Regions from separate parts of the Cyprinus carpio genome. Here region 2 is linked to region 1. A link is a contact called in public Hi-C data. All regions are on one chromosome and are shown on one strand. The core of a region is the stretch at or near the end of the contact, and the rest is flanking DNA. Distances in the headings are between cores, read along the strand shown.

Region 1 (4,342 bases), core at 1,098-3,597:
CCTTTATTTATTTTCCTATCATTACATTTACTTTAAAAAGTCATGGATCAACTAAAAGTGTATGTGTGGAAGAAAAAGAAGATATTTTGAAGAATGGTGGTAACCATTGAATTATCTCTTTAATGTTTCATTTCAGAAACATGTTTTAACTTTAACATACTTAGCTTAGCTAATTTCCTTATGCTTATATCAACGACTGTTCAAATGTTTTGTTTTTAAGTTTGATTGCATAATTGCTGTTAATAGTGTTAATCGTCTGTTTGTTTACGTCTTTTATTGATTTTTCTGAACATTTCTGCCGTATGCACATAAACTGACAGTCACCACTGATGAGCTACTCCCAAATATTGTAGAAACTTAATTTTCTGTAAAGTTGCTTTGCAATGATTTGTATCATAAAAAGCACTATAGAAGAATTGAATTGAATTTTTGCATACGCATATTTACAGAATGACAATAATAGCACAGAAATGCGGCTTATTAACTATTCTAAAGAGATGCATTAATCAACAAATATCAAATGTTTCAAAATATTTTCATAAGCAGAGCTCTCTCTTACAAGGATCATTAAATAAGCAAAACAACTGTGAAGACAACAGGCAAAGGATGCAAATATTCAATAAAATCAAGCCTTTAGATTTAGCGCACAAACGCTCACTGAGGTTAACGTCACCTTTATTTCCTAAACAGAGCAGTGTGAGATCAGATCCTTTCAATGCACCAGATGCAGCCATAATGCACCAGAAAGCCCACCACACACCAGCTATCAGTGGACAGGAGCCAATGTTGAGGAAGCTGCGCATGCCAGCAGGCAAATTTGGCCACTCTTTTCAAGAGACACCTTGGGATTTTTACTGACCGCAGCAACCTCGCTTTAATGTCTCATATAAAGGACGTCGCCACCTCACAATGAAGTCTTATAATTTCTATCCTGGGGCATGAGAATCCATGCAAATTACAGAATGAACACCCCCTGCTGGCCTCATTAACACCTCAACTAAACACAGCATTAGTAGCTTTAAGGGAAAACAAGGCAAAAACAGCAGGGGGATCACTACAATCACAGTCAGTTAACAGGGTTTGAGAAGTAGTGTATAATTTTTCCCACACACGGACTGAACTGCATAAGCACCCAGAACATACCTATGGATTCTGTCCAGCATTGTTTCAATTCACTACTCACAATCCAACTTCCTACGTCTGTGTCCATGTCCAGTCGGGAAGGACCTGCAGGGTGAAGATTGTTTGTTTTACTTTGTACTACACTTCAGTGGTTTGTTCTTTATTGTCCATTTTATATAAAACATTTCTCAAGAATAATGTAACTTTGTACAATGCTCCTATTGCCTGTTGTGTGTTACATGACGATAAAGATGTAAAACATGACTGAATGTGCCAAACCAGCCTACAGTTACTGTGGTATCAAGTGCATTGCCTCCCAGATAACCAACAGTTAAAATGTATAATTTTTATTGCATTATATAACAAAATATCAAACTTAAGGCATCTTTACACAGCCATGTTAAGGCTGCTCTGTGTCTGCTCAAAATTCAGTGCAAAGACACAATGCTGCATCAAAGCAAGGCTAAATTATGCCTGCTCAAAACCACCTCAGCATCAAAGTATACAGTACAGCGTAAATGCATTTAAGCCACTTCTGAGCAGTATTAAACAGTCTGTGTAAAGACAACCTAAATGCCACTTCAGAACCGCTTCTGTTCCACCTTTGCAGTGTAAATTTGGCATAACTGTGTTATCAAATTCTATTTGTAAAATGAGTTTGTGCTACATTTCATTAAATTAAAGTCAACTCGGTTTAATATTCTGCTAGTATAATGCAAATACATTCATATATTTTAAGTTATGCTTAAGAAAGTGTCCAAAAACTTTTTGGGCCACTGTATGTCTCCTGTAAATCTATATAACAACGTGCTACTATATATATATATATATATATATATATATATATATATATATATATATATATATATATATATATATATATATACATAATACATACATATTATCTCAGGTTCCTCATTTGTAAGACGCTATCGATAAAAGCGTCTGCTAAGTGACTAAATATAAAGGTTAAATACAGATAATCCTAGATATAGTAATATTAGGAAACTAAATCTAAGAAATACTCCCATAACACACCAATGAAGTTAGATGTCATTAATAATGACATCTAATGACATCGAAGTGTGATAATGACTCATTATCACACTTCATGATATTGTTTTAAACTACGATACCGGTGAATCCAAGAAAGTTGTTAGTTCTTCAGCGCCAGACTGCTGTTTACCACATGTCAGCCCCAGCTGGCCCCCTTTCTCGCGATATTGGACGCATTCCTGTTAGAACAATCATCACTCTCGCGAGATGTCATCCAGCCGTCCGCCATCGCTGTAGAGACAGAGGGAGAGAGTAAGCTACAGGGACTCAAACCTGGGGGGGAAAGAGGGCGAGATTTGTCCGTGTTTCCCCTCAACACACCCACCCTAACATCTGTTGATGGCATCGCTCCCAAACCCAAACATGTCCAACCTCAAACCCGGCACCAAGAAGGACACCAAAATGCGGATCCGCGCCTTTCCCGTGAGTATCAGCCGAGATGAGCGCGCCTCAGGCGGTCGCGGGGAGAACTCGAGAGCCGGGGATCGGTCAGAGCAGCAGGCCACAGCAGGTTTACGTGTTTTGAGGTTGGGTTTTAGAGATTTACAGAGACTACGGAATAGAAAATGTGTCAATTCGTGATAATATCAGCGCCAGGGTTTTAAAGATGTTGATATGTCTCAGTTATTAGAGAGATAAGTGATTTTAATTAAGGAAACAGACAGTGTAGAAAGTGTTCAAAACTCAAAGATTCTTTCATACAGGGTCTTTATGTTTTGACCATAAAACTGTAGATATGTACAGCACTGTATATCCTTCAGAGAACATGAAGTCTTTCCTTTTGATCTGCTGTTTTTTTTCTCAGTGTTTTGATCTGGTTTGGGGTCTTGAGTTGTCAGACTGGCCCGTTGCTGTTTTGTTGCCACTTAAATGTTTGATGTTGTGTTTTTTGCTGTAACTGATCGTTGTTTGTGGTGATGATGATTAATTTTTTTCCCTTTTCTTTTTTTTTTTATTGTCATTGGTGCTGTATATATTACTAAACTGATTGTTATTGTTTTGTTGTCTGGTTAATTTAGTTTCTTGTCACTGGTTGGTGCTGTGTTTTGTTAAATTTGAAAGGCAGCTAATATGTTTTTATGTATAAAGACGGTTATATTATGGAAAATTTAAAGGATTAGTTCACTTCCAGAATGAAAATTCTGTCATCATTTCCTCACCCTCCACTTATTCCAAACCTGTATGAGTCTCTTTCCTCTGTTGAACACAAAAGAAGATATTTTGAAAAATGTTAGTATGTAATTTTTTTTCCTGCTATGGAAGTTAATGGTGCCCATCAGCTGTACTGTGTGCACATCTCATTTTAAGAATTTTTTATTTTTATCAATTTTTATTATTTATTTTAGTCTTTTTATTTATTTATTTTTACAAACCTCTTAGCACTCTTTTTTAGCCCCCTGGTGTTCCCCGGACCCCGTTTTGAAAGTCTCAGGTTTGGATAGTTGTCAGGTGTCATAGGGGTTTGTTAGTGTTGTGTAGATTATCACACTGATGACTGATGTCCTCAACAGCTGTGTTTTTGACTTTCACAGTCACTGCAGCACACTTTGCATCAGTATGACTTGCATCTCTCTGCAATATTCTGCAATTTTCTGTTCTTTTATTAGCTCCACTCAGAACAAATTATGTGCATTGCAGGACTGTCAGTGTGTTGGTGATGCTCTGATGGAATGAACTAGGTCAGAATTACTTGATAATATGCAGAGAAGTGAGAATGTTTGCATGCAGTTATTTTCTGTTTGTGTATCGGAAATATTCTTCTCTTGAAGGTCTGGAAACCCCCTGACACTTGTCAGCATGTCCGCAGGACTCGGTAAATGGCATTTTGGTTCGGATAAGATCTCATTCGGAAGCTGCGTTTAGGCTACTTGTTCTACTTGTTGGGTTGGATGTGTCTTACCCTGTCCGAGGAATTCTTTAGAAGTCTCACAGCTGCCTTTACTTTGTCATCATACCGCGTTTCCATCGAAATTACCCGGAACATTTGTACCAGGAACTTTTTCTCCCCCAGACCTGTTGCTTTCTGTGTTTCCACCGCGGTCTAAAGTACCGGGAAGATTAGGCAAATAGTCTGGTGACGTAGGTCTGCGCGAGTTTCTCAATACAAAGTACACTGATTTTGGACTTGCATCCTTGGTGGTTCGGACTTTGCGCATTTGACTCG
Region 2 (4,342 bases), core at 1,059-3,558, 48 kb before region 1:
GACTTTTTATATTATTTGTTTATCATTATTTTATTTTTTATGAGTTATTGGGCAAAATGAGTCATGAACAGGACTATTATAGTTAACTAAAACTAAAACCATAAAAAAGTTACTTGAAATAACAACTGAAAAACTGAAATAAAATAAGTCAACATAGAGTTTAACTTGATGTACTAACTAAAACAGTAAAAAAAAAAAAAAAAAAAAAAAACCCCACACACAACAGAATAACCGAAACCTGTTGAAATAACACTGACTCAAAAACCACTGAGCAATTTTTGTTTAAACTTTATCCCTGTTTTATTGCAAAATAGACATACTTTTCACAGAAATTTACCCAGCAAAACACACTGTACAAATGTACAGTAACACAAATCAAAATTATTACACCTAGCATGGGTGTATACCAATCAGAAAATGTTTGCATGTAAAACTTAATTGAATTAACACTGAATTGTAAATGGCATGCAACTGGCATCTCCTGTTCTGGTTCATTCTCTCTGTTTAACAGTAGACTGAGGGAACACCCTGTTCCCATTCCTGCTGACAGTATTGAGTGCACGGGAAAGCCCTCTGCTCTAATGCATCTGACCACAACCCTGAAGCTGCTTTCAGCCCATGTGGAATCAGCCCTGACAGGCTGTCACTCAATCGATTAGCTGAGTATCGATTAATGAGTCACATCAGTGCGAGAGAAATTCATCTGAAGAGTTTATGGATCTACAGTAACCCGTGTGCCCCCCCGTCCACATAAACTCAGATGATGAGTGTCTTTATCTGGGCTGCGTAGGTGAGTATGTCAGGACACCGGCCTTTCCAACACAGCCGCTCATTAAACTGCTCTCATCTGACACCTGTCGTCATGTCTGCTGTGACCAAAATAAAGCCTTTTTGCCAATTTCTGTGGTTGAATGTTCAATTATCTCAGCAAGCAGCACTTTAGGAGAGTGTTATGCAGTTGTGATCAGTGGATGGATTTGGATGACTACACAGAGCTAAATTGTTTCTGGAAAGTGAATCGACTTCTCTCCTGAACTCACAATGCCAAAACATGCTTTTATGCAAAGCACTTACAATTGCTAGAAGGGAATGCAGTTAACTGGAACTTGGTTTGCATGAACTAACAAACAAACACAAAACTATTCACAACAAAGCAACATTTATAACTCTAATCATATATTTAAAATAACTATTTTATCATTTTTATTTTTACACTAAAGTTCTGAATACAGCATTTTTTATTAATTCTTGTAAAATGACTGTAAAATAGTGTTTTTTGTACTAATTAATAAAATTAAGTTATTTACAGTTATGATAGCAGAAGCAGATACATGGAGCAGATACAATAGAGAATAAAATAAAAACTTTCAAAAGCTTGGGGTCAGTAAGATTTGATCATGTTTTTGAAAATCTCTTTGCTCACCAAGGATCCATTTACTTGATAAAAAATACAGTAAAATTGTGAAATATTATTACAATTTAACATAACTCTTTTCTATTGTAATATATTTTAAAATGTAATTTATTCCTGTGATGCAAAGCTGAATATTCTGCATCACCAGTCTTCAGTGTCACATGATCCTTCAGAAATCATTATGCATAATCAATATGCTGATTTGCTGTGCTGCATTACATTTTTTAGTATTCTTTGATGAATAGAAAGCAAGAAATCTTTTGTAACATTATAAATGTCTTTACTGTCACAAAACAAAAAACAAACAACACACACACAGAGGACCTAAACTTAGAATTGTAGTGCCTATGTACATTACAATTCAGCTAGGACCTGTCAGACAAACACTGTGAGCGAGAGGTCAGGTCAGTCAGTTCTAGGGGGAAAATAGCAGGGAGTCAGATGTCCCTCAGCACTATCACACACACAAACACAACCCTAAATGTTAAACCCTCTCTGGGTTTGTCTTCCTCCACTATCATACGCTGACAGGCGTCATCAGTTCATCCTGGTCACTGATGATGCAAAAAGGGAAGATCTCCACCAGCTGCAAATACTATTAATGAGGTCTTCCCAACACAAATAAACTAGGGACTTATCTATTACAAGTCTTGATTTGACTAAACACCTGTTTAACAATCACATTTACAAAGCACATTAGCAGTTTGGTAACACATACACTCAAAATAACATGTTAGAGCATTAAGTTATTACATTATTTTTAGCCTTTTATGTCTAATACGAACTAATTCCAACTGAATTCACTTTGTATAACTGGTCAGCGATATACCACAGAGACAAGAGGCTAAAGCAGACAGCAGAACCTTCTAGAAGTGTGATGTGAGTTTGAGCTCCTATCTATGCGGCATGTAGAAAATAAATAAAAGGCACACATACTCGGCCGTGAGCCGGCCAATCAAAGAGTGTCTGGCTGGTATTCTGTGAGCTGAAGTTTCTACCATCTGTTTAAGACATTAGTGAAGCTGGCCTCTGTGAAACAACACTGGGCTATGAGAAGATGAAGACTCTCTCAAACTCTCTGTCTTTATTTCCTTTTGCATTTCTGCAAATTTGATTCATGCAAATGTAACAAGAGTGACAAAGACTCAAAAATGATAGTTTCCTAATTTATCCGACCCTTGCTAAACCCTGCCAAATTTTACTGACCAATCCTACTTCAGCAACTGTTGCTATTATAATCTTTTTTTTTTTCCAGTGTAAGTCTCATTTGACAGAAAACATCCAAAAATATGGAAAACAATGAGAAGTTTTTAATTATGATTTTGGCATTTAAATATTTTTAAACGTAAAACATCAAAGTAAAATGCTGTGTAATGTCACTTCATAAAATGAGGTAATTAAAATTAATTTAAGAAAATTATGCAATATATTTTATATCTTTATGTGCAACTACTGTTATTATAAAAATTCATTATAATAATTATACATAATTTTATTATATTATTTAGTAAATAATTTAATAATGCTTTTATTTAATCTTTACAATGTTTTTCACATATTTAGAAAACAATCCACAAACAAGGTTTAAAATGCTAAAAAAATTGCTTTTTTTATTATTGCATTATTTAATAAATAATTTAATAATTCTTTTAATTATTACAATTTGTTTTCCACATCTTTAGACAATGGTCCACTAATCAAACATCACCTACCTTTTAAAATGTTATAAAAATGCTATTATATTTTATTTAATAAATAATTTAATAGTGCTTTATTGAATAATTAGTCTGTTTCCTGCAGATTTAGACAATGATCCACTAATAAACAACACCAGCCTGTTATATATGTGCATATATATATATAAGAGACCTGCACTGACACTTAATATTTGTCAGCACAATCAAACATTTGAAGGAAGTCAGATACAACTGTGAATGTAAGCAATGAAAATGTTTAAAGGATCTGTGTGTGTGTTTTATGGGGGTCTGTGCATGTTGAAGGGCGTGTGGGTGAGAATGTTCTGTTAAAGGTGTGACACGGCCCTACTGAGCATGTGTCAGAGATACTAGTACTGTACGCTCACTGACCTGCTGAGAGGAAGAGAAGAAAGGAGGAAAAAGGGGAAAGAATGAGGAGAGAATCAAGTTGAAGGATAAAAGAAAGATGTGTTTATGGGAGAAGGGAGATATGGGACGAGCTGTGCATGTCAGGGCTAACGGAGTCGAGTTACACTCACCCCATCTAACCCCACTCACCCCTATCCATAACCACACACATGTAAGAACATGATTCATTTAACTGAAGAGTCATTCAGTGGGAGAAAATGTTAGCTCTAGAGTAGTGCGATCTGGAGCAAGGAGTTCTTAACCAAACCTTACAAACATTGAACTATTACTGTTTTATCCTTTATTTGTCATTTTGTACTTCAGAGTAGCTGACCAGGTTTACATACACTGCAAGTTGCATTCTGTATATAACTGTGTATAAAATATTTTGAATTACATTAAACCCAGAATTATAGATTTTTGACTAAAATAAATCTTCCTTTTATAGCTGCAAACCCTCAAACAATAGGAAATGTGAAACAATAAAAAGTGCCCATGATGAAAAAAGAAAATATACAGTGGACCCCAAAAGTATTTGGATACTTTGAATATTAATACGAATAATGCTTTCTTTTGTATAATGCAAATGCATTTTTAAAGAATCAAGATAATGAATATTATAATATGCAAAATCCTCCTGGTAAAATTTTAAAAAATCATTATCTATCCATTTACTTTACATTGTTTAAATTATTTTAATTATAAAATTATTTTTGTAGCTTGCACTGTTTTTATAAGCTGCTAACTGGACTGAGCAATACAGAATTTTGTTACAATGATATACTCTCATTTAATGTCCAATTATTCTGCCCTTGCTTAAATA

The links. Hi-C and Micro-C count contacts between places; a contact is called where the count stands out from the background.
Region 2: a Hi-C map of skeletal muscle shows a contact between it and region 1, with 5 times the contacts expected there. The contact joins the enhancer-like site here to the promoter of LOC109102102 in region 1. A contact is called at or near these places in 4 of 8 Hi-C or Micro-C datasets (liver and skeletal muscle).

What each region holds. Positions count from the first base shown.
Region 1 is chrA2:23,326,948-23,331,289 of ASM1834038v1, reverse strand. It overlaps LOC109102102 (cullin-3-B-like), which reads left to right and starts at 2,347. Exons shown (of 16, transcript XM_042711152.1): 1 at 2,347-2,601. The coding sequence starts at 2,518. It overlaps LOC109057239 (muscleblind-like protein 1), which reads right to left and starts at 2,314. Exons shown (of 15, transcript XM_042711183.1): 1 at 2,259-2,314; 2 at 1,144-1,227.
Region 2 is chrA2:23,375,322-23,379,663 of ASM1834038v1, reverse strand. The region is part of intron 4 of LOC109057239 (muscleblind-like protein 1); the gene reads right to left. Among protein-coding and RNA genes, the nearest start is that of LOC109102056, 21 kb to the left of the region's middle. Within about 2 kb of position 2,308, at least 2 of the 8 cell types and tissues checked have an H3K27ac peak or open chromatin away from gene starts, as enhancers often do. A contact at or near this core is called in skeletal muscle, where this site is marked.